Regions from separate parts of the Mus musculus genome. Here all the other regions are linked to region 1. The links are chromatin contacts, called in public ChIA-PET, Hi-C, HiChIP or PLAC-seq and promoter capture Hi-C maps. All regions are on one chromosome and are shown on one strand. The core of a region is the stretch at or near the end of the contact, and the rest is flanking DNA. Distances in the headings are between cores, read along the strand shown.

Region 1 (3,220 bases), core at 62-2,561:
GAACCCTTCAAAGCACAAGCGTGCTTTGTAGTCCATGCATGAATAAAGGTTTCTCCTACTTCTCCAAGTGAATGGCTGGCTCCTTGTTTCCTTTAACAATACTGCAAATAGGGGAAGGTGGAATTGGAGGATGACTTGCCTAAGGCGGTTTTGGGTGTTTGGTTTTGGACCCCAGAAGAGGGGACTGAGATGAATATTTTACATATCAAAACAGACCTGGTCTTCAGGTTCTCCCAGCATCCCTCAGATCCTACCTGGTATACCCTGCCCCCAGCCTTGAACTTTCCATCCCAGGGCTTGGGCTGCCCTTCCCCAGAGACTCTTCCCTTTATAATCCAAACATTTTGCTCTCCTCCTTCTCCTTCTCTTCTTTCTCTGCATGTAAGCCCTTTCTCTTTCTGCCTCCCCTCCCATTGCAACTCTCCTGCCTCAATCCTTGGGGCCAGTGAACTCTACCAAGAGCAGCTTCCCAATAAACCTGCCTTTATTATAATATAATCTAGCCTGAATGGGCTCGTTTCACTGGCGGAGAAATAACCTATCACTGGGAGAAGGGGGGCTGATATTGGGATGTAAAGTGAATTAATTAATAATCAATTAATAAAAAAGGAACAATACTTCAATTGCTTTTTAATTTTGGAGTATTGTTTTATAAAGTTATCTCCCCCATGCTGTATGGTCTCTTCCTTGTGGACTTGCCTTTGATATAGAGCCTTCTATAAGGTGGAGCCTCATTTCTGTATTGCCCACAAGGCAAAGAGATAAAGGCAGTAATTGTTGAGCGTCTGTAATTCCTCTGAAAGATCCTTTTAAAGTGCTATAATAGCATATTCTACAGAACCAGTGTAAGTAGCTTGTTTACTGAAAGATAGTCTTTTATCCTCGGGCCACATATCTGGAAACACCATGCACTCAACTGGCAAACCTCACCAGGGCTGATCTGTGAAACCAGACACCCCTGGCTTGGCTTTGATCTAACTCCATCTACACCCTTGCTTCAGCTTCTCTGCCACAGGCATACAATTACTATTATTGATAACTGCCCAAGATGGAAAAGATGGGGAAGAAAGTAACAAATATAGAGCTGAAAAATACTACATCAGGAAAAAAAAAAAACCTGAACACCCTAAACAGGATCACTTTATCTCTATCTGTCACCTCTGGAATTGAAGACAGGCAATCAGGGCTGGGGGGGGGGGGGTGTTGGGTAGGGAGACTCGGAACAAGAAATTCAGAAACCGAGATGCAAAGTCCTCCCGTGTTCCTAGAGGAGACCCGGAAGCTCAACTCGATCCCGGAAGATGAGGTGCTGACCTACTTCCGGTCTTTGTGACTCATTGTGCCTGTGGCGAGGTATTGGGAGGGCCTATGTCGGTGTGCAGTGCCCTTCGGTCGGGTTGAACCCAGAGCAAGCTGTGCTTGGTCGCCCGGCGTCCCCAGGCCGCTCCGGAGACTCACGGTGAGTCTCATGGCGGACTCTCGGAGGACGGGCGGGCTGCGAGGGTGGACCGTGTGACCACCCGGGGGGACTTGGAAAGGAGCCCTGCGGGGTCCCGGCGGTGCTCGAATCTCTGGGGTCAGTGGGGAGCTCTTTCATGTCATCATCCTTGTATAACATTTCTGAGGACAAGATCACAAATGGACGTGATCCCCGTGTCTGGATTCTTCTCCCCCTCCCCCCCTCCTGTCGCCATTTGCTGTGGTTGCAGGGGAAAGTGTTTTGTGTGGTTTTCGTTTTATTGCTGTCGTTTACTTCTCCGGGCGTCTTGGGTCCTTGAGAATCTTGAGATAAACGACGCGGAAGACCTTGAGCTCTGTACAGGTTTGAGGTTCCGAAAACATTTCCGGATCACTTGCTTTTCTGTCTTTCCATCTCCCAACGCTGAGCGAAAGCGCTGGCGGCTTGACGGTGGTTAAAAGATCTAGTAGAAATTAACAGCCGGCTGTCAGCTTTATGCAATGCTTCAAGACCTCTTGCTGGTTTAAGCCTGTTTAACTGTGCTATCTGGGAGATTAGTGGAGTGTTAGTTCACCTTGCTTGATTGCAATGAGTGAGACGTGAAGGGTATCTGGGAGAAACCACACTGGGCCAGTAGGAGATTGATCAGCTTAATGACCTTAGATGAGATTAGACATTTGCCAACTGTCAGTTTTATTATCCATAAAATTAACTACCTTTGCTCAAAAAGGTTCTTCAAACTTGAAATGAGTGGAGTTGGTAAATGTAATTGTAATTTAAAAAAAAAAAAAGGCAGCTCATTTAGTTTGAAGTTCCCCCTTCCTTCCCCTCCCTACACACACACAGCACACACACACATTGATTATAGAGAGTGGCTGTTCCATGGCCTGGGACCAAAGAAAGCATTTATTGTACAGGGCAGTGCTAGGCGGATTGAAAGCAGTCAATAAATACTTGTTGGAATTATGAAGAATTCATTGTAACCACATCAAGTGAAGTTACTAGAAAAGCTGGCCAAATGTGGGAAAATACCTTTATTATAAGGAAACTGTAGTGAAGAATTATCCAGATGTTTTTTTTCTTTCAGGTTTGTGTCCTCTTTCAATTACCACACAAGATTCTTACTTGTTATTTTATTCAGGATCATCTTTGTTAACTTACAGAAATGCCTGCGGCTGAATGCTATTTTCTTTTGTTGATCCTCTACTTCATGTCTCCATGAAGGAAACAGGAAAAATTTCAAGTGCATTATACTATATTTAGATACAACCAGGCCAGTGTACTAAGTTTTAAATCTTAGCTTTTCATTCTGTGGTGGTGTTGATATTCTTTAGATAGATTAAAAAAAGGGGGGGGCGGGGAGGGGTCTCTCTAGTTCTGGCTGAAAATCTAGCCACTGCCTCTAGAGTGCTGGGACTACAGGCACACAATACTAGACCACTAGGTATCTTTTAAGACTAAGTTTTTCATATTATAAAGCATTTTATGTCTCTGTTGAAGAGGGGAGTAGAGGATCATTTATTTAAACTTGCAAGACTGTGCAATAGAAGGAAGACTGGATTTTGAGAAAACATCCTTTGAAATAAACCATGCTTGCAGCCTGGAGTCTGGAGTCTTTTCTTGTCAGAAGTCATTTGTTTTTTTTTTCTTTGGTGAGATTTGGTTGCTGGGCAGTGATCTTTTCTAAAGGAGATGGTATGTCAGAATGTGTTTCGTTTGAGAGGGAACCCAAAGGTGGTTTTCTGCCTCTCTTCCTCTGTC
Region 2 (3,134 bases), core at 413-2,912, 400 kb before region 1:
AAATTTACAGTTTACCAGATGAGACTCGGCAGTACACTTAGGAAAGACCCCAAAGCATGCCTGTAACCCCAGCCATTACAGAGGTAGAGGCAGGAGGACTCTGAGTTCCAAAGCCACCCCTAGCTACATCATGAATTAAAAGTCACCGTGGACTGTATGAGACCCCGTCTCAAGACAAATTAAAAAAAAAAAAAATGGACTGGTGAGCTAGCTAGCTCAGCAAGTATGGGAGCTTACAGCCATGCCTGTTGACCTGAGTTTGATCCCCAGGCCCCACACGTAGTGGAAGGAAATTGCTGATTCCTACAAGTTATTCTCTGATAACCACACAAGCCATGGAACCTACATGTCCCTACAGTGCAAAGTAAAGAAATCAAATGCAACTTTAACGGGGGCAGAGGACGAAATGGGGAAAAGAAAAGAATATGCCATTCTGATCCTCATCTCTTCGGGAAAGCTAAGCTGTCCGCCAGGATAACCCTTTGGCTCTCTGCCCTTAGTATATTTCGTAAGTCATCTACCCTCTAGCTAGCATTCCAGAGCCTGAAAGATTAGGATCTGCACCTGATCCCTGGCTTCATACCTGCCACTCTAGGCTGTCAGCCTGGGCTAATGCGTGGAGCATTTTCCATTCCCTTCTAGGGTACTTTTGTCTTAGGCTCGACTTCCCTATTTCTTTCCCTTCTCCTTCCACCCCGTTCCCCTCCGCTCCCCTCCTGGTGGAGCGGCAAGGGTCTCATGGTTGGCCTTGAACTCCTGATCACCTCCCCCTCAGTGTTGGGATTACAGGCGTGTACCACACTACTCGGGTTTTATGCAGTGCTGTGGATGGAAACTCAGGGCGCCGAGCGTGCTAGGCAAGCACTCTACCAACTGAGATACAATGCAACCCCAGCTAAAGTTCCCTTTAAAGGTCTATGTCAATTTCTGGCCCTTTAAGTCCCTCCCCCACCCCACCCCAGTCCCTCCACACTTTCTCTCTCCCCACCTGCAATTCGCCTTCGCCTCCCCCAGGGAGTTTCTCCAATCCTCTCCTCGTGTCCTTCTACAGCCCCCACCCTCCCTCTGCAGCGCGACTCCACTCCCGTCTTCTGTCCCCCTGCGCTTTTTCCCTTTCCCCCACGACACACCTCTGCAGCAGGCGACCTTCCACCGCCACATCCAATGCCGGGGCTACCCCTCTGACCTCCTGGATCGCCCCGAGCTCCTGCAGACTCACTTCACCCGAACCAAACCCAGTTCCCCCCCCCCCCCCCGGATCCACTCACAGGAGGCCGGAGCAGGTGGTGCAGACGAAGCTGCCCACGGTGATGTCCACATACGTGACCCCGCGCTGGGCGCACTCGAAACAGTGGCGGTTCCCGGCCTGGCTGCAGCCGCCCAGCTCCCGCACTCGGCGGCACCACACCTCCGAAGCGGCTTCAGCCTCCGCTTTGCTCCCTCCGACCCCGCCACCCGGGCCCGGGCCCTTCTTAGCCGCCATCACCATCTCTCCTCCAGGTTCCTCTGCAAGTCAGCGGTCGCTCCCCTTTAACCGCTCGCTGCCTTTCCCGCCTCCGCCGCCTTCGCACGCCCGGCAACCCTGACACCAGCTCCTGCAGCCCCGACCACGACCGCGAGAGACTCTGCCGCCCCCTTCCTCGTCCTGTTCGGCACGCTGATTGGCTAGTCTCCCCCCACCTCCTTGCTTTAATTGGTTCGATTCGAGACGGCCTCCGGTTGCTGGAGCCTTCAGAACCACGCCCCACTGCCACCCGGCCTTCTGTCTTTTCCATTGGTTCACAAAGACCCCCACCTTGCAAGTACAATGCGTGCCCTCCTCCTTGTCCCCGCCCCCTCTCGCCACGGACTCCTATGCTGACTCTGATTGGTTGTTAAGGTTGCAAAATTAGCGTGCGAGAGAAAGGAGGTGTTCGGCGCGTGCGTAGTGCTCATCCTCCGGATTGATACTAATTCCCGCCAAATTTCAAAGGCTCGTTCCAGGCTGAGCCAGGAGACAAGAAAATCGGAAAGAAATTGCCCTAGGATGAGCTGGAGGAGAAAGGGAAAGACAGAGAAGGGGAGTGCTTTGTAAAAGATACTTTATTTATCCAAGTCATAGAAAGAGCCCCCACTTTAGAGTCAAGTTAAAAACCTGAGGTAGGATGCAGAAGGGATGAACGGCGTTTGCCACTAACCTTCATTCCCACTCCTGTAAGAAAACCGACTCCTATAAGCTAGCTGCCTTCTGATTTCCATGAGTACACACACACACACACACACACACACACACACAAATAAATAAATGCATGTAAAAAATATTCAAGAAAACATGTTGAAGTGGATCACAGAACTGGTTTGTGGCTCAGTCAGAATTTGAATCTGAGTCTTTTGATTTTAAAAGCTCTGCTCCGTGGCCAGGGATGTATCTCAGCTGGTAGAGTGCACTAAGCGCGAGGTTCAAGCCCCCAGCACTGCATACAACTCAGCGCGGTGGCACAGGCCAGTAATTCCAGCATTTGGGAAGTGGGGGTAGCAGTAGCGGTACTTCAGAGTCATCCTCGGTCACTGCCTGGAAAAGGAAAGGCTGAGAATAAGCAGGTTTAGGGATGCTGGCAACCATAAGTCAGGACTTTGGTTTCAGACATGCCAATGGGATGCGGGCAGATGAGAGATAGGTTTCTGAGTTATTGGTACCCAGGAGCCCATGGGCTAGATGAGGTTGCTTAATTGTTGTCATAGCTGCAAGTGTACTTCCCCCTGAGCTGTGGTGATGCCAAGTCCCCATGTACACATGCAAAGGAACCATTTTGCTTCATGTAAACCATGGCTGCATGCCTTGGATTCCAAGCAGGTGGATCGCTGTGAGTTTTAGGCCAGCCTGGTCTATGTAGTGAGTTCCAGGGGATTACACAGTGAAATCCTGTCCCCCACCCCACCCCCACCAAAAAAAAAGCCTCTTGTACATTTTCAGAGTTCAGCGTTCAGCATTTCCCTGTGCTGGCCATTTCTTGCACAGCTTCTCTTTAGCCAGTGGTTATTTCTTCACCCCTTAAAATGTTACCCACCACAAGTGAATAAATGGGCAGGAATTGGGGTGACCACTAGACTCTGATAGCTTCCAGTCTGTCTTTTGCTACAGGGTGTGGTCTGCA
Region 3 (3,623 bases), core at 894-3,393, 260 kb after region 1:
CAAGCTAGCACTATGTTTGACCATTCCAAGTGGTTCCAAATCTAAAGTCAAGTACAGAAGTAAGTTGGTCTTAAGGTGGCTAACGATGGCACAAGATAATGTAGCTCTGGACTTAAAACATTCCAAACTCTCAATAATCTCTGACGTTCCAATCAGCTTATTAATCTTGCAGTCATTCATGAAAGGCAGAGCTTTGTTATGGGAACTTTTTTTTCCATTTTTTTATTAGATATTTTCTTTATTTACATTTCAAATGCTATCCCGAAAGTTCCCTATAACCTGCGCCCCTCCCCCGCCCCACCCTGCTCCACTACCCACCCACTCCCACTTCTTAGCCCTGGTGTTCCCCTGTACTGGGGCATATAAAGTTTGCAAGACCAAGGGGCCTCTCTTCCCGATGATGGCCAATTAGGCCATCTTCTGCTGCATAACTTTTAAAGATCCTTTAGCCTACGTAGCCTGACCTCAGGTTAGTCAGCTTTGTCACATTAACTGGTGAAAGCAGGTCTCTGTCAGGTCTCTGGGCCTCAGAGGAGATCAAAGAATGAAGAGAATGCTGGCCAGACCAGGAACTGTGGGGACAAAGGCCTGGAGACCACTCTGGTAGGCACTGTGAGGGCTAGTTTATATGTCTGCAGCGGCAAGGATAAAGAGACAAAATAGTGTTCAGATAGAGAGAGCCCGGGCTCTGGTGTAGACCTGGGATTCTGGTTCTCAGTACACAGCGTTCTGATCCCTGGACAGGGTCGGTCACCTGTCACCACATATACCGCAGCATCCTGGTCAATTTGTGGCATTCTCTAAATTACTTTGTGTAGGACAAAGAGCAGTGGCAATGCTTGTGGAAAGAAAAAACAATTTGGTGGGGACAGTGACTGCCTCCATGACACAATTCATGGGCAAGGGCCAACCTGCCCTTGGGACTTCCCAATTCAATAAAGCAATATGTCACATAGCAATATGACACATGGGGGTGGGGAGAGTTAAGAACAGAAGCAGGTCTGAGAGAAACTTCAATGTTTTGGTTCCTAGAGAAATAAGGAAGAGCAAGCAAAGGAATGATCCGTGTGTTTTGAGGGTCACCTGGGCTGCTGCAGTGAAGCCAAGGTTGATGTGGGGTGATCAGCAAGCCAATTTGTTATTTTGCTCTTCCCAGCAGATGACATTAATAGGTAGATGGTGGTAAGGGAGGCAGAGAGAAATCAGTTGGTCAGAATGGGAGTCAGCAGGATGGAGATGAACAAACAGCTTCAGGGCTAAGCAGTTTGAAGTTAATGTGCTAACAAGCAGAGCTCTGAATGGGACAAGTGAAGACCACTCTTATTAGTGTTATGAAATATAAAATATAAATTGTGGTATAACATGGTAGGAGTAATACTTGGCAGGACAGTGCCGAGATGTTCCTCTGAGGAATCACACCATGCAGCATGCCTGTATAAAGATTTATTGTGGAGATGGGAGTGGGAACCTGGAAAGAGGTAGAGGCAGAGAAAGGATAGGACAGAGAAAGACAGGAAGAGAGAAAGAGAGCAAGAGAGGCCTGCCAGGAACACATGGGAACTGAGAGAGTGGGAAAGGGAGAAGTGGGGGTAGGGCTGTGAGCAGTCCTCTTTAGATGATGCTGCGCTGCCAGGCACCTGCCTCACACCGGGTGGGGCAGAGACAAGCTTTTGCTGGGTAGCCATTGGGCAGAATTGCCTGTTTCCAGGTGGACATGGGACAGGAGCTGGGAAGGGATGGTGAATTGCAGATTCAAACCAGGGACTACTAGTATGTAATACTGAGAACACACCTTGGGGTGTGCTGGGTCACTCAGGTTGGCTCCTGACTGCCTCCACAATGGCTTTCCTGATTTTAGGATCTTGCAATCTCCAGTTGTTCCATTCCCTGCCCCTTAGCTGTGTAGGGCTGAATGGGATAAGGGCTAAGTTCCTCAGGGGCAGCCATGGACCCTCCTCTCTCTGAGGCAAAGAGACGATTGACCTCAGCGACCTCTGCAGCTTTCCTCACTACTACTGCAGATCTAGGAAGTAGCAAGCAAAGCCTGGTACTGTAACTTTAAGAGGGACAACCCATTACCCTGAGTTCACTACCACTGAGGCCTGCAAAAAGGAAATAAGGCTAGGTTGTGGGAAGTTACCACAGTGCCTCTAACTGCTGACAATGTGAAAACCTCCAGCCATGAGAACAGGCAACACACAGGCTGCCCATGCAACAAATATGGGCCAGATGCAGACCCTGGTTCTATTCTCAACATTGCTGACCCTCTGTGTCTCTGAAGGTGAGTGGAGAGGCCAGAGCAGTGTAGGGCCATGGGGGTGGACAGTATGGACACACAGGCACTGACCTTCCTGTTTTCATTCCTCAGCAAGCCCTGAGGTGTGGGTGCAAGTCCAGATGGAGGCCACCAACCTCTCGTCTTTCTCAGTTCACTGTGGGGTCTTAGGATATAGCCTCATCTCCCTGGTAACAGTGAGCTGTGAAGGATTTGTTGACGCTGGAAGGACCAAACTAGCTGTGTTACATCCAGAATTTGGTACCCAGCAGTGGGCTCCTGCCAGGCAGGCCCACTGGGAAACCCCAAACAGCGTCTCTGTCACTCTGACCATGGGACAATCCAAAGCAAGAAGCTCTCTAGCCAACACCACATTCTGCTGCGAGTTTGTTACCTTTCCTCATGGTTCCAGGGTTGCCTGTAGAGACCTGCATAGATCAGATCCAGGTATGTCTGGGGAGAGGCGGGAGACGGGGAGGATCTTAACACTGGCTGCCCATCTGACACTTTTCTCTGTGTCTAGGACTCTCTGCCCCAACTCCAGCCCTCAATCTTCAAGCAGACCTGGTGAGGATCTTGGGAACCTCAGGAGTTTTCCTGTTTGGTTTCATCTTTATACTATGTCTCCGGTGGCAGCAGAGGCATTGGTGAGATTGGGTTCAGTAATATCCACACACCACTTGGTTAGGTGCCTTCTGCCCCTAACTCTGCCTCTTCTGTCTTACAGGTGTTTGAGTAAATCTCAGCCATCTCTCACTAGCACCCAGGCACAGGTGGAGACTCAGGTAAGGCTTGAAGGAGGATGTTTGGAGCAGGATACCAGGGGTCCACAGCTGGACAGGGACTTGGGGTCTTATCTGACTCTCCTTCATGCCCTACAGCCCACCAAGACCATCCCTGGCCACTGGGGTGGATCCACCATCCCAATACCTTCCCCAACCTCCAGCCACCCTGTTTAGCAGCTCTGTATGAGGCTGTAGTCCATTCTGACCAACACATGCCTCAGGGCACATTGCTCCCCACTAGTGACCCACACCAACCCCATGCCTGTCTCCTCAGCCTCCCCACTTGGCCTCTACACACAGCAGCTTCATCTCCATGGAGAATGGACTGTATGCTCTGGCATGAGTGAAACTTCCCCACACTCTTCCCAACTTCCACCGACTGTCTGGAGCACAGTACCCTGGAAAAATGCTTAGAAGTTCAATGACAGGTACCCTTGGTCCACTACAGGCCTTTGGAACATCTATCTACTGATGTCTTCAACCTGGGCACCAGGCTTCTTCATGAATCTTGCTCTATTCTTAAGCTTCTGATCAGTGTCATCAAACCCTGCTAGCCAGGATGT
Region 4 (3,461 bases), core at 400-2,899, 360 kb after region 1:
ACTCTGGGAGGATGGCAAGATGGCTCATCAAGTAAAAACACTGCTGCCAAACTAGGTGACTTAAGTTTGATTTTTGGGACTCACAATGTCTAGCAAACTGTCCTGGGACTTTCATACTCAAGCCCATGCAAACACATATAAATACATAAATTTAAACTCATTGATATATGTGGTGGTTTGAATAAAAATGGTCCCCATAGGCTCATATCATATATCTGAATGATGAATCATGAGGGAGTGACACAACTTAGAAGAATTAGGAGGTGTGACCTTGTTGGGGGTAGATGTACCCTTGCTGGAAGAAGTGTGCCACTAGCAATGAGCTTTGAGATTTCAGAGCCCAAGACAGACCCAGTGTCTCTCTCCCTGCTGTCTGCAGATCTGGATGTAGAACTCTCAGCTACTTCTCCAGCACATTTCTGTCTGTGTGCCACCATGCTCCTTACCTTGAGAGTCATAGACTAAATGGCCGAAACTGTAAGCAAGCCCCCGTTAAATGCTTTCTTTTTTAAAAGCCATTGCCTTGGTTATGGTGTCTCTTCACAGCAAAAGAACACTGACTGAGATAATATACCAAGCTATGCTTGAATGAATCTGATTTTTTTTTTTTGTTCTGTTGCTTTTGTTCAATCTGGGGAGAATAGAAGTTTGTTCAAAAATAATTAGTAAGGAATTTAAGAAACCACTACGAAGTAATCCTTGACAGCTATTGTCTTGGGGGACTGGAGTCATACTGAATTACTCTGGAAAGCATTTTAACCGTATTAATGCCTGGGTTCTAGATCCTGGACTCTGATTTCACTGGTTCTTTATTCCACTGGAAACCTTTGCTATGATGTCAGAAGTTACAATCACAAGTTCTATGGTTTGTGATGCCTGAACTATGCATGATATCCATGTATGCTGTGAGGCTTTGCCTAGCTAAAATCAAAGAACAAATTCAAGACATGATCCCTTGTTCGGCTACATTGTTACAAGAGAAAATGTATTCCTTGCATACACATCTGTATGAATGTCCCTAGCTTTCTTGGGAAGGTGACCTAATAACAGAGATTTGATTATTGTTTATGTTGGAAATAGAAAAAAAAAAAAAAGAAAGAAAGAAAGAAAGAAAGAAAGAAAGAAAGAAAGAAAGAAAGAAAGAAAGAAACCAGTAGGCCTCTGTTTGTGCTGGGATTAAAGACCAAGGAATGGAAATATTTTGCATGTATGTGGGATGCATTATACATGTTTTCAAATATTTCTTAAGGTAAACAATGAAAAGCATCCATAGCAGCATTGGTTTCCTAAATGGTAGTTTTTAAAATCAAATCCAAATGTTTGTTTTGATTGTTTTAAGTGAATACTTAAATTTGTTCTTGGAATACATAGGGCACGAACAATGTATATAGATTTATATACAATTCACACATTTTCAGATACTTTATTTACAAGGTTAAGTGAAAACAAAAAGGAAGGAGGTTCTGTCACAGGAAGCCCTGCCTTAATTTACCCATGAAAGCAAGGCCTTGTCAATTCTGGCTTCATCCACCCCTGGGTTGAAGCGTGAACTGTCACTCAGGGTGGACCTGAAGCGCTACCCTATCAGACACAATAGACTGAAGGCTACCCAATCAGACACACGGTCGGAAGGGAGGAGGCGGGCCTTGCGTACGTTGTTGCTGACCCCGCCATCTTGGCATCTGTGGCCGCTTTCTTCTCCCAGCTCTGTGTTCTGGATTGCACCTAGTGTCTGTCGCCGTGTGACTCGCTGGTACCTGGACACCCAGCGCGAGGCGGGGCGCTCACCTGAGTCCCGAAATGGTGCGTTTACCCACGACAAGGCCCCTAGCCCCGCGTCCCGCATCGGGGTCGCTTGTGCCCCTGCTGCCTGCGCTGTGGCCAGGCTGAGCTGGCTGCTGCAGCTCGGGGGTCTTGTCGCGTCCGCGTGATTCCCATGACCAGGGCTGCTATGGATGCCTCCTAGGTGGGGACACCGGGACTGCGGGACTTATGACTGCCCAAGCGCGGCCGGGAGTTTGTCGGCCGCCTCCAGATCTGGTAGGACTTTGACCAGCATGGGGGATTGCTGCCTTCTTGGTCTCTGGGCCCTCAAGGCCATCGGCCTCCCCAGGATTTTTCTGCAGCCGGCGCCCCGCCCCGTCTCTTCATCTTGCATCTCCACGTTTGTCCCTGGCTTCTCAAGTCACAATCTTGTGATGTTTCTATCTCAGAACCTCTATGGAAGCCCGTGAGCATGACCTTCCCCGCCCACTTCCTCACCTCTCAACCCATCTCAGCCCATCACGTTTTGTTCATGAGCCCGGTCCTTCAAGTCCCGGGAGTCCCTGAGTGACCCGGAGTAGGTACTTCTTCTCCTCTCTGCTGTTTCCTTCACTCTCCCTCTGTCTTCTGCCTCTGGCTCTCTATTTCTAGGGATGGAGTCTAGGAATTCATTTATGCAAGGTAGTGCTCTGCCCTAAGCCAGTTAGTTACTTGTCCTTTTTTTTTTCCTTTCACGATTTTAGCATTTATATATTAATGGTACACCGTAGTGACTTTCATTTCATTACATCTTATATCTATGTGTAATGTTGTATTTTCTTCTACCTAACCTCTGTTATCCTCCCGGTCCTTTTCCTACTCCCTCAGATTCTCTTCCTCTTTTCCAGTACTTCCCCTTAGTATTAGTTTTTTTTTTTTTTTTAAATGACCCCCCCGACTTCTACATAGGAAGAAGGTTAGTTACAGGAGCATGGGCCCCACCATTGTCTATACTACTATACTACGGAATAAAGAGGCTCTCCTGAGCCTCTCCCTATGCAACCATTAACTGCCTATACATCCTCAAGGAGAAATGGGGCCTTGTGAGCCTCTTCCTGTTCTTCACAATTTCACTTCATTTACAGATTTTTATTTATGTGTTTTTTAGCTTCCTAATTTTTTTACAGTTTGTTTGCTTATTTATTTATTTATTTTAGACATAGTTTTAACTGCAGCACGAGTTGGCTTTGAACTTAACCATTCTCCTCCCTGAGCTGGGAACACAGGCCAACCTTTCGTACTTGTTGGCAGGAGCCCAGGTCCTAGTTGTCCTTCCTTTACCTCTCCCCACCTGTGCAACTTGGGGATCAGGGGCAACCCTGAATGCTTCTCTTCTGGTGGGGTCCTGGCACACAGGCATAGCTTATGTAGCACAGTATGGTGCTGGGGGAATTAAAACGCAGGTAGCAAAAAAAGGACTAGAGTCAGAGGAGAAGACATGAGAGACAGCACACAGCAAGACCTGCAGACATTAAAGGGAGGGGAACCAGCCAGGTGCTTAGGGACATCCCTGGCTCATGTGCTCTGGAATAAGAGAGGTGGGGTAGAGAGGCAGGCTCTGTAAGTCCCGTTTTGGAATTTGGCCGTATAGCACTGGGCTTTCCAGATATTCCTTGGGTACTGGTCTGGTTCCTGGGTGGTGAAGGAGGAAAGTTAGG
Region 5 (3,277 bases), core at 40-2,539, 480 kb before region 1:
AGGTTCAATGAGAGAGCCTGTCTCAAAACAACTAAGGGTGAGAAGAGACTGCACATGTGCTCAAGTCCATGCATAAGGACCCACATGCATATACTCACACAATACATATACACAATACCACACACACACACACACACACACACACACACACACACAAAGAATCTGTTCAACTCACTCTCCTGAAGATGTCTGGCTGGGGTCAGTCCTGTCCACACAGGAGGCCCTGGGTTGGGCGTTGGCTCAGAATGTCCCTGAAGCTCCAGGGGGTACGCTGGGGCTCGAAGAACAGAGGTGATGTCTTTTCTTCCAACCACTCGTCCCTCAGTCCCCTCCTCAGACAGCTCAATGCGGAATCTGTCCTGGACGTCATAGTGGCTGGGGACGGGGGCCACGTGCCGTATCACACTGAACCATTGGGAGGAAAGGAAGTGAGAGGCAACCAACCATGTAAATCCAGATCTCCTCCCCAGAAACTTTTCCCAGAGTGACTGCAGTCAGCAGGAGAAAAGACAACAGGTAGCTGTGGTGCCTGGCTGCTTCCCCAACCTCCCCACTCACATGTCAATGCAGGACTGAGGCTTCACATATCCCTCTGCATCGAATACCGTGTATTTGGCAGGTGCTGTGCACAGAACTGTCAGATAAAGATACGCGAAGAGATCTTAGGCAAGTTTTACTTATAGTGCTCCACCGGGGCCCCTCATGTCAGCAACCCCGGAGATGGACATGATTTTTTTTTCAGACCCAAAGCTAGGCATCTTGCCTCTTGATTAATTCCTCCAGCCCACACAGTCTTCCCATATCCTGCTACTAACCCCCAGAGCCCTAGCTCTAAGGCGCCCGTCTCTTCACCTCGGAAGCGAAGCGCAGTTCCCGTGGGGTTGTAGAGGGTCAGCAGCTGCCGGGGTCCACTTCTCTGGTCCGCCCTGAATACTAGATCCGGGGGAAAGACCAGCACCGGGACAACGGGTCCTGAGGAAGGAGGGGAGCCCCGGGACCCCCGCCCAGGGGCCCCCGGACCCACCAGCTCCTGGTCCTGGGGCGCCCCACGGCGCATGCAGGCTCTGGGCGGTCGGACATCCGAGGGCAGAGCTCAGGAGGACAAGAGGGTCTTAGAGTTTAGGGCTAGTGACGCGATGGATGAAAAGAGGACAGGGGGAGATCATGAGCAGAGCGAGGCCTGATGTCACCACTGCCTTGGAACCCCGCTAGATGTGGATCCTGCAGCCCCGGGCCCCGGTTCCCAAACCTCCTCTCCTGCCAGCTGGGCCCCAGGTTCCTATAGGCCCCGCCCCCAAACCGCACCGCAGTGGCCACGCCCACCTGGCTAAAATCCGTCCCGCCTCGTCGCTTCCCAATCCGGGTCTTCCGGTTTGGGGCGCAGTAAACCCGCCCTGTTTCTGACCACGCCTTTTCCGGGTCTTCCCGCTCCGATCTCCTGACGGACTCTGCTCTTTGAGAGTCCCTGACCTCCAGGTCACCGAATTGTGTCCCTGTGCCCTTTCCTTGAGCTCGGCATATGCTCTGCTCGGGATCCCGCCTGTGAACAGCCGCTTGTACTGTGATAATCACCTCGCGGTCAAAGTTTCCTCCGGTCAACTTGTGACCAAATTAAGGGCGCCATCTTCCCGAGAGTTCCTTTATGCACTTCCGCCGTACGGCCTCTCTTATTGGTGGGTGCTGAATCCCTTCCGCCCCAATGTTCGCTGATTGGTGTTCTTCAAAGACCAAACACGCCTCCTTTGGCACCACTGATTGGCTTGATCTTGGTAAGAATTTTATGTGTCCTGAGTTCCTTCTCTGTCTGAGAGTTAAGTGCGAGAGGCGGGACTGTGAGCAACGACCTAGCGTTTGTTTATCTGGGCCTGGGAAACGTATGATTAAGTCAGTAATCAATAAGCAGAACTGGATGAGGCAGGAACTTTTTTTTTTTTTTTTAAATAAGAGGGTTAGTGCTGAAGGGTTCGGACCCAGGTTCGCTTCCAGCATAGACATAGTGACAACTATAACTCCAGTTTCTGGGAATCGAACGCCCTCATTTGACCTCTGACAATACGTGGGTCATATACATGTAAAGAAAACTTTCGATACTAAAGATGTGCCTACAAACCAAAACAGGAACCACCAAGAAAGCAGGAGAACTTTTTCTAAGCCGGCGCTCCGTCAGGACGAACATGTTCAGCTCGAGCGCCAAGATCGTGAAGCCCAATGGCGAGAAGCCCGACGAGTTCGAGTCTGGCATCTCTCGGGCGCTTCTCGAGCTGGAGATGAATTCTGATCTCAAGGCGCAGCTGCGGGAACTCAACATCACCGCAGCCAAGGAAATTGAAGTTGGTGGTGGTCGGAAAGCTATCGTAATTTTTGTACCAGTTCCTCAGCTTAAATCTTTCCAGAAAATCCAAGTCCGGCTAGTGTGAATTGGAGAAAAAGTTCAGTGGGAAGAATGTAGTCCTCATTGCTCAGAGGTGGATTCTGCCCAAGCCAACCCGGAAAAGCCGAACGAAAAATAAGCAAGAAGCGCCCCAGAAGCCGCACCCTGACAGCAGTGCACGATGCCATCCTTGAGGACTTAGTCTTCCCAAGTGAAATTGTGGGTAAGAGGATCCGTGTGAAACTGGATGGCAGCCGGCTCATAAAAGTTCACTTAGACAAAGCACAGCAGAACAACGTGGAACACAAGGTTGAAACTTTTTCTGGTGAGTACAAGAAGCTCACAGGCAAGGATGTTAATTTTGAATTCCCAGAGTTTCAGTTGTAAAGAAAATGACTGAATAAAGTGTCATTCATAGTTAAAAAACAAACAAACAAACAAAAAACCAGGAGAACCATTTGGAAAGGGGAAGGTGATAGGGGACAAGAGATACAGTGGGGGTGATTGTGATCAAAATACATTTATACACGTTTTATATACAAATTGATCAATTTATTTCTGTAAAACTCATCTGTAATTAATATGATTAGAAAAAAGACAGAAAAACAAAAAGGAAAAGAAAACTACCAAAAGTAATCAGGCACAGTCCTGTAGTTTCAGTAGGGACAGGTGGGATTGCCACAAGTTTGAAACTCACCTGGTCTGTTACACAAAGGGAGTTCTAGGCCAGCCATGGCCACATAGTGAAGTCTTGTCTCAAAACCCACAAACATTGGAGGTGGGGAGAGATATGGTAGCACACACCTCAAATCCAAGCACTCTGGAAGCAAAGGCAGGTGGATCTCTCTGAGTTTGAGGCCAGCCAGGGGGTATAGTGAGACCCTATCTCAAAACAAAATAAAATCA
Region 6 (3,369 bases), core at 135-2,634, 460 kb before region 1:
TTCTTCTAAAAGCAAATCTCAAAGGAAAAAAAAATATTCTTTTACTATTATCTCTCACATCTGGGACTCCTTCCTGTATCTCAAGAAGTTTTCTGGGGTTTTTTTGTTTGTTTGTTTGTTTGTTTGTTTGTTTTTGTTTTTAAAAAAGGTTAGTTTGGAGTTATGTAGTCCAGGCTTGCCTGGAATTGACCTCGAAGTCCCGATCCTTCTGCCTCCTCTTTTTAAGAACTGTCACGACAGGCTCATGCCACCACACCCAGCTTCAAATAAGAGGTTTCCAATAGACAAAGTCTGTTATGAAAGTATGTGTGGGGGAGTTCTACTGGAGGTCTGAGATTTGTCCAGCTTCCCTTTCCTCATTTATAAAAAACCCGAGGTCTTAGCCGGGCGGTGATGATGCACGCCTTTAGTCCCAGCATTCGGGAGACACAGGCAGGAGGAGCTCTTGAGTTCAAGGCCAGCCTGGTCTACAGAGCAAGTTTCAGAACAGCCAGGGCTACACGGAGAAATAAATCCTGTCTCGGAAAAGCAACAAACAAAAAACCCCCAAAGATCTTGTTCTAGAGGCCATGAGATCCTTCGTAGTCTCTAAAGTTTGGTCTGGCCATCACAAGTCTTCTCCAGGGGGACTTTGGCAGGTCTGACGACTTTCCCTCTCTGAACTGGAAACCCCCTCACCGGTCATCCCCAGCATTCCCATTAGGGACTCAAGACTGCGCAGGAGGAAATGGTCCCTTCTGTTGAGACAACAGCCTGAGTGCTGAGTGGGGCATCCCTCGCCCTTCCTCACTTCTCGGATGCTGGTTTGCTCCCCAGTAAGCACAGCTAGTACCCAACCCTAACCCTGCACTGTCAGGCCGCCCAGCGCGCGCCTTTTACGATCTTTACCTGCGTCTCAAAAATTCTAGCTCACCCACCTCCTTCTGTCTAGCGAATGGAGCACCTCCTAGCCCATGCTATTGGTAGGCAGAACCGTCCCTCAGAGAAGAGGCCGGGACAGGTTCCTTTTGTAGGTTCTAATTGGTCTTCTTCACAGTCACTCGCCTGAATCTAGATTGCAATTGGTCTTGGTTGAAAAAGCAGGTTTGTGGTCTCTGGGTCTCTAATACCCTAAAGTTGAGACCTGTAGTCCCCGCCTCCTGGGCGGGTCTCATTGGCTCCATCTCCAGCCTCGAGAGTTGTGATTGGATGTCGCTGCGCGGGGCGGGCCGACCAGGAACCGCGGCCGTTGGCGGGGTGCTCCTCTTCACCCCTCCCTTCCCTCAGTGTAATCTAGAATTGAGAGGCTCCACCCCCTGCCGTTTTCTGATTGGGCACTTCTAACGCGTCTCTGGTTCATGATTGGTCCGCGGAGTTCCTGACCCTCGCTTCCTCCCTTCAGTGGGGACTACGGCGGCTCCGAGGAGGGGGAAGGGCGAGAAGGGCCGGCCGGTGCCGTCAGTCAGGCAGGGGGAGCCGCCGAGAGCGGATGGCGGCAGCAGTAGCGGGCCCACTCGCCGCCGGGGGTGAGGAAGCTGCAGCTTCAGTGTCCTTGCCAGGGTCTCCTGGTCTACCTGGGAGCCGTAGCGCAGAACGAGCCCTAGAGGAGGCTGTGGCCACCGGGACCCTGAACTTGTCCAACCGGCGTTTGAAGCACTTCCCCCGGGGCGCGGCCCGCAGTTACGACTTGTCAGACATCACCCAGGCTGGTGAGTTGCGCTGGTGCCCAGAGAGCAGGGGACCCATACTGGACTGCGACCCTCATTTGCATAGCCCCGCCTCGCGTTCGATTGGGCCCACCCCTTCACCTGGCAGTCTTGAACGCTCGCCCCTTGGGATTGGCATTGAGCCCGCGACCTCCCCTCCCCTGTGTAAGAACCACTGGACAATGAGTTCGCTTCAAGAGTGCACAGAACACTTTTGGCCGAGCTCTAGGAGACTCTTCCCCTTTATTTGCATATTGCGCACCTGTAGCATGGTCCCGCCCCTCACCTGGTTGGCTTCTTCAACCCTAGATCTGATCAACCCTTAAAGCAAACTTCCATGTAGAATCTATCATTAATCGCTACATTTTCACCCTTTTAGTCGTTTCCAACGTCTTTCTCACCCGTCCACCACAATCCCAACAAGCCCCGTTATCTCTTTCCTAAAGGGTCGCTCCTAACAACCCGACGTTTCTGCTTGCTTTTCCGTAGTCTCCCCAAGTCCCAGCCCCTCTCCGCCGTCCACCCCAGCCTATCTATGTGAAAGAAGTGAATCTCTCGCCCTTAACTTTCCACCCATTATCCCCCTATCCCCTTTCTCTTCTTCCTGGTTTTATGAGGTCACTGTGGAGTTTGTGATCTCATAGGAACCCTACAATTCTGCTTTCCCCTTAGGGGAGAAACTTGAGGCAGCTTGCTGAAAGGAAGGACATTGTATCTCTTAGCTAGGAGTGCTGACCTCCTGGAGACTCTCCAGTCCCTGCCCTCAGGACCCCTCTAATCATGTCCACCCCACCCTGGTGTGTGTGTGTTTGGGATCCCACTAATCATGGACACTCTACCCTTGGGTCTGCTATGGCCAGGCACTGGGGACTGTACTATGACAGGTGAGTCAGGCTGCTTAGGAGGCAGCCTATGAACTTGGGCTGGCAGCTGAGGGCGGGGAATCACAACAGAGGGCTACATTCCGGGAGCCCCACCCCAGTCTGGGCTGGAGTGTTAGGGCCCCTTCTGCTCCTCTCATCTGGTCCAGGGCTGGATCAAGCTGGATCAAAGAACACATTGCTCCAGTAGGTTCCTGCCCACCTGCAATTGTACCAGGCTGGCTGGGGCACAATCTCCTCTTACAGCTCTGGAGAGAAAAAGTTTAAATCTCTCTGTTTTTAAATGCTTTTTCCCTACACAGTTGAATGAGTCCTGGGAATGGGTGAGCCCCAGGAGCCATGCTTACCCCTCCTAGGTCCCCCCAGCCCCCCAGCTCCAGATTGACCTCAGCAGCTGTGTGACACTGGCCGTCTGTTCCCTTTCCCCTCCCCCTCTTGCTTGTTTTGTGACCAAGACCAAATGTTTTTCTTTACTTCCTCAGGGCTCTGTCTCAGTGAGTGGACTCTTGGGAAAACTACCAAGCCCTCCCAGCCCCTCCTAGCTCCTGCCCCAACCCAATCTCCTCCTTCAACATTCCGGCCCAGGGTGCAGCTAGGGCTCCCCCGGGTGCAGGCTCACTGTGTGCTGAAGTGGGAAATCCCCTCTCTGCCTTCTCCAGTCTTGTTGGAGCCCAGGTTCTAGGCAGGTGGGTTCCATTATGTCCAGCCATCGTCCTCTGTCTTCTCGCTCCAAGCTGGGAGCTCCTAGCCTGGGAGGGCGTGTGTGTATGACAGAAACCCAGAATTGCCTGGTGCCCTGTCCT

Evidence for each region. Promoter capture Hi-C pulls out the DNA fragments that hold promoters and counts their contacts. Hi-C and Micro-C count contacts between places; a contact is called where the count stands out from the background. ChIA-PET counts read pairs in DNA pulled down with a chosen protein or histone mark. HiChIP or PLAC-seq counts read pairs in DNA pulled down with a chosen protein or histone mark.
Region 2: a contact with region 1 is called in a Hi-C map of B cells, with 6 read pairs. The contact joins the promoter of Agfg2 here to the promoter of Zkscan1 in region 1. A contact is called at or near these places in 1 of 484 Hi-C or Micro-C datasets (B cells), 5 of 115 datasets of contacts at active chromatin or transcription factors (the SCID.adh cell line, bone marrow-derived macrophages, embryonic hindbrain and 2 more) and 1 of 9 other capture datasets (liver).
Region 3: a contact with region 1 is called in an RNA polymerase II ChIA-PET map of effector CD8 T cells, with 8 read pairs. The contact joins the promoter of Pvrig here to the promoter of Zkscan1 in region 1. A contact is called at or near these places in 2 of 39 promoter capture datasets (frontonasal cranial neural crest and stem cell-derived epiblast-like cells), 2 of 115 datasets of contacts at active chromatin or transcription factors (bone marrow-derived macrophages and effector CD8 T cells) and 1 of 9 other capture datasets (liver).
Region 4: a promoter capture Hi-C map of neural stem cells shows a contact between it and region 1. The contact joins the promoter of Zfp157 here to the promoter of Zkscan1 in region 1. A contact is called at or near these places in 2 of 39 promoter capture datasets (hippocampal neurons and neural stem cells), 1 of 484 Hi-C or Micro-C datasets (CD4 T cells), 4 of 115 datasets of contacts at active chromatin or transcription factors (bone marrow-derived macrophages, large pre-B cells and memory CD8 T cells) and 2 of 9 other capture datasets (adipose tissue and pancreatic islet).
Region 5: a contact with region 1 is called in an H3K4me3 HiChIP or PLAC-seq map of embryonic stem cells, with 7 times the contacts expected there. The contact joins the promoter of Mospd3 here to the promoter of Zkscan1 in region 1. A contact is called at or near these places in 2 of 39 promoter capture datasets (embryonic stem cells and pre-B cells), 1 of 484 Hi-C or Micro-C datasets (B cells), 5 of 115 datasets of contacts at active chromatin or transcription factors (the SCID.adh cell line, bone marrow-derived macrophages, embryonic stem cells and 2 more) and 1 of 9 other capture datasets (adipose tissue).
Region 6: a contact with region 1 is called in an RNA polymerase II ChIA-PET map of memory CD8 T cells, with 17 read pairs. The contact joins the promoter of Lrch4 here to the promoter of Zkscan1 in region 1. A contact is called at or near these places in 2 of 39 promoter capture datasets (embryonic stem cells and pre-B cells) and 2 of 115 datasets of contacts at active chromatin or transcription factors (effector CD8 T cells and memory CD8 T cells).

Annotation. Positions count from the first base shown.
Region 1 is chr5:138,083,773-138,086,992 of GRCm38.p6, forward strand. It overlaps Zkscan1 (zinc finger with KRAB and SCAN domains 1), which reads left to right and starts at 1,312. Exons shown (of 6, transcript NM_133906.4): 1 at 1,312-1,459.
Region 2 is chr5:137,683,091-137,686,224 of GRCm38.p6, forward strand. It overlaps Agfg2 (ArfGAP with FG repeats 2), which reads right to left and starts at 1,663. Exons shown (of 12, transcript NM_178162.3): 1 at 1,269-1,663. The coding sequence starts at 1,489. It overlaps Gm15498 (a long non-coding RNA gene), which reads right to left. Exons shown (of 2, transcript XR_003956003.1): 2 at 2,295-2,551.
Region 3 is chr5:138,339,788-138,343,410 of GRCm38.p6, forward strand. Pvrig (poliovirus receptor related immunoglobulin domain containing) reads left to right here and starts at 2,144. Exons shown (of 5, transcript NM_001378438.1): 1 at 2,144-2,281; 2 at 2,369-2,722; 3 at 2,799-2,922; 4 at 3,003-3,060. The coding sequence starts at 2,182.
Region 4 is chr5:138,439,827-138,443,287 of GRCm38.p6, forward strand. It overlaps Zfp157 (zinc finger protein 157), which reads left to right and starts at 1,650. Exons shown (of 5, transcript NM_028130.3): 1 at 1,650-1,803. The coding sequence starts at 1,801.
Region 5 is chr5:137,599,419-137,602,695 of GRCm38.p6, forward strand. It overlaps Mospd3 (motile sperm domain containing 3), which reads right to left and starts at 1,290. Exons shown (of 5, transcript NM_001254762.1): 1 at 853-1,290; 2 at 559-634; 3 at 176-405. The coding sequence starts at 1,057. It also overlaps the pseudogene Gm7285.
Region 6 is chr5:137,627,739-137,631,107 of GRCm38.p6, forward strand. It overlaps Lrch4 (leucine-rich repeats and calponin homology (CH) domain containing 4), which reads left to right and starts at 1,385. Exons shown (of 18, transcript NM_146164.2): 1 at 1,385-1,688. The coding sequence starts at 1,469. Gm20605 (predicted gene 20605) reads left to right here and starts at 1,385. Exons shown (of 22, transcript NR_033148.1): 1 at 1,385-1,688.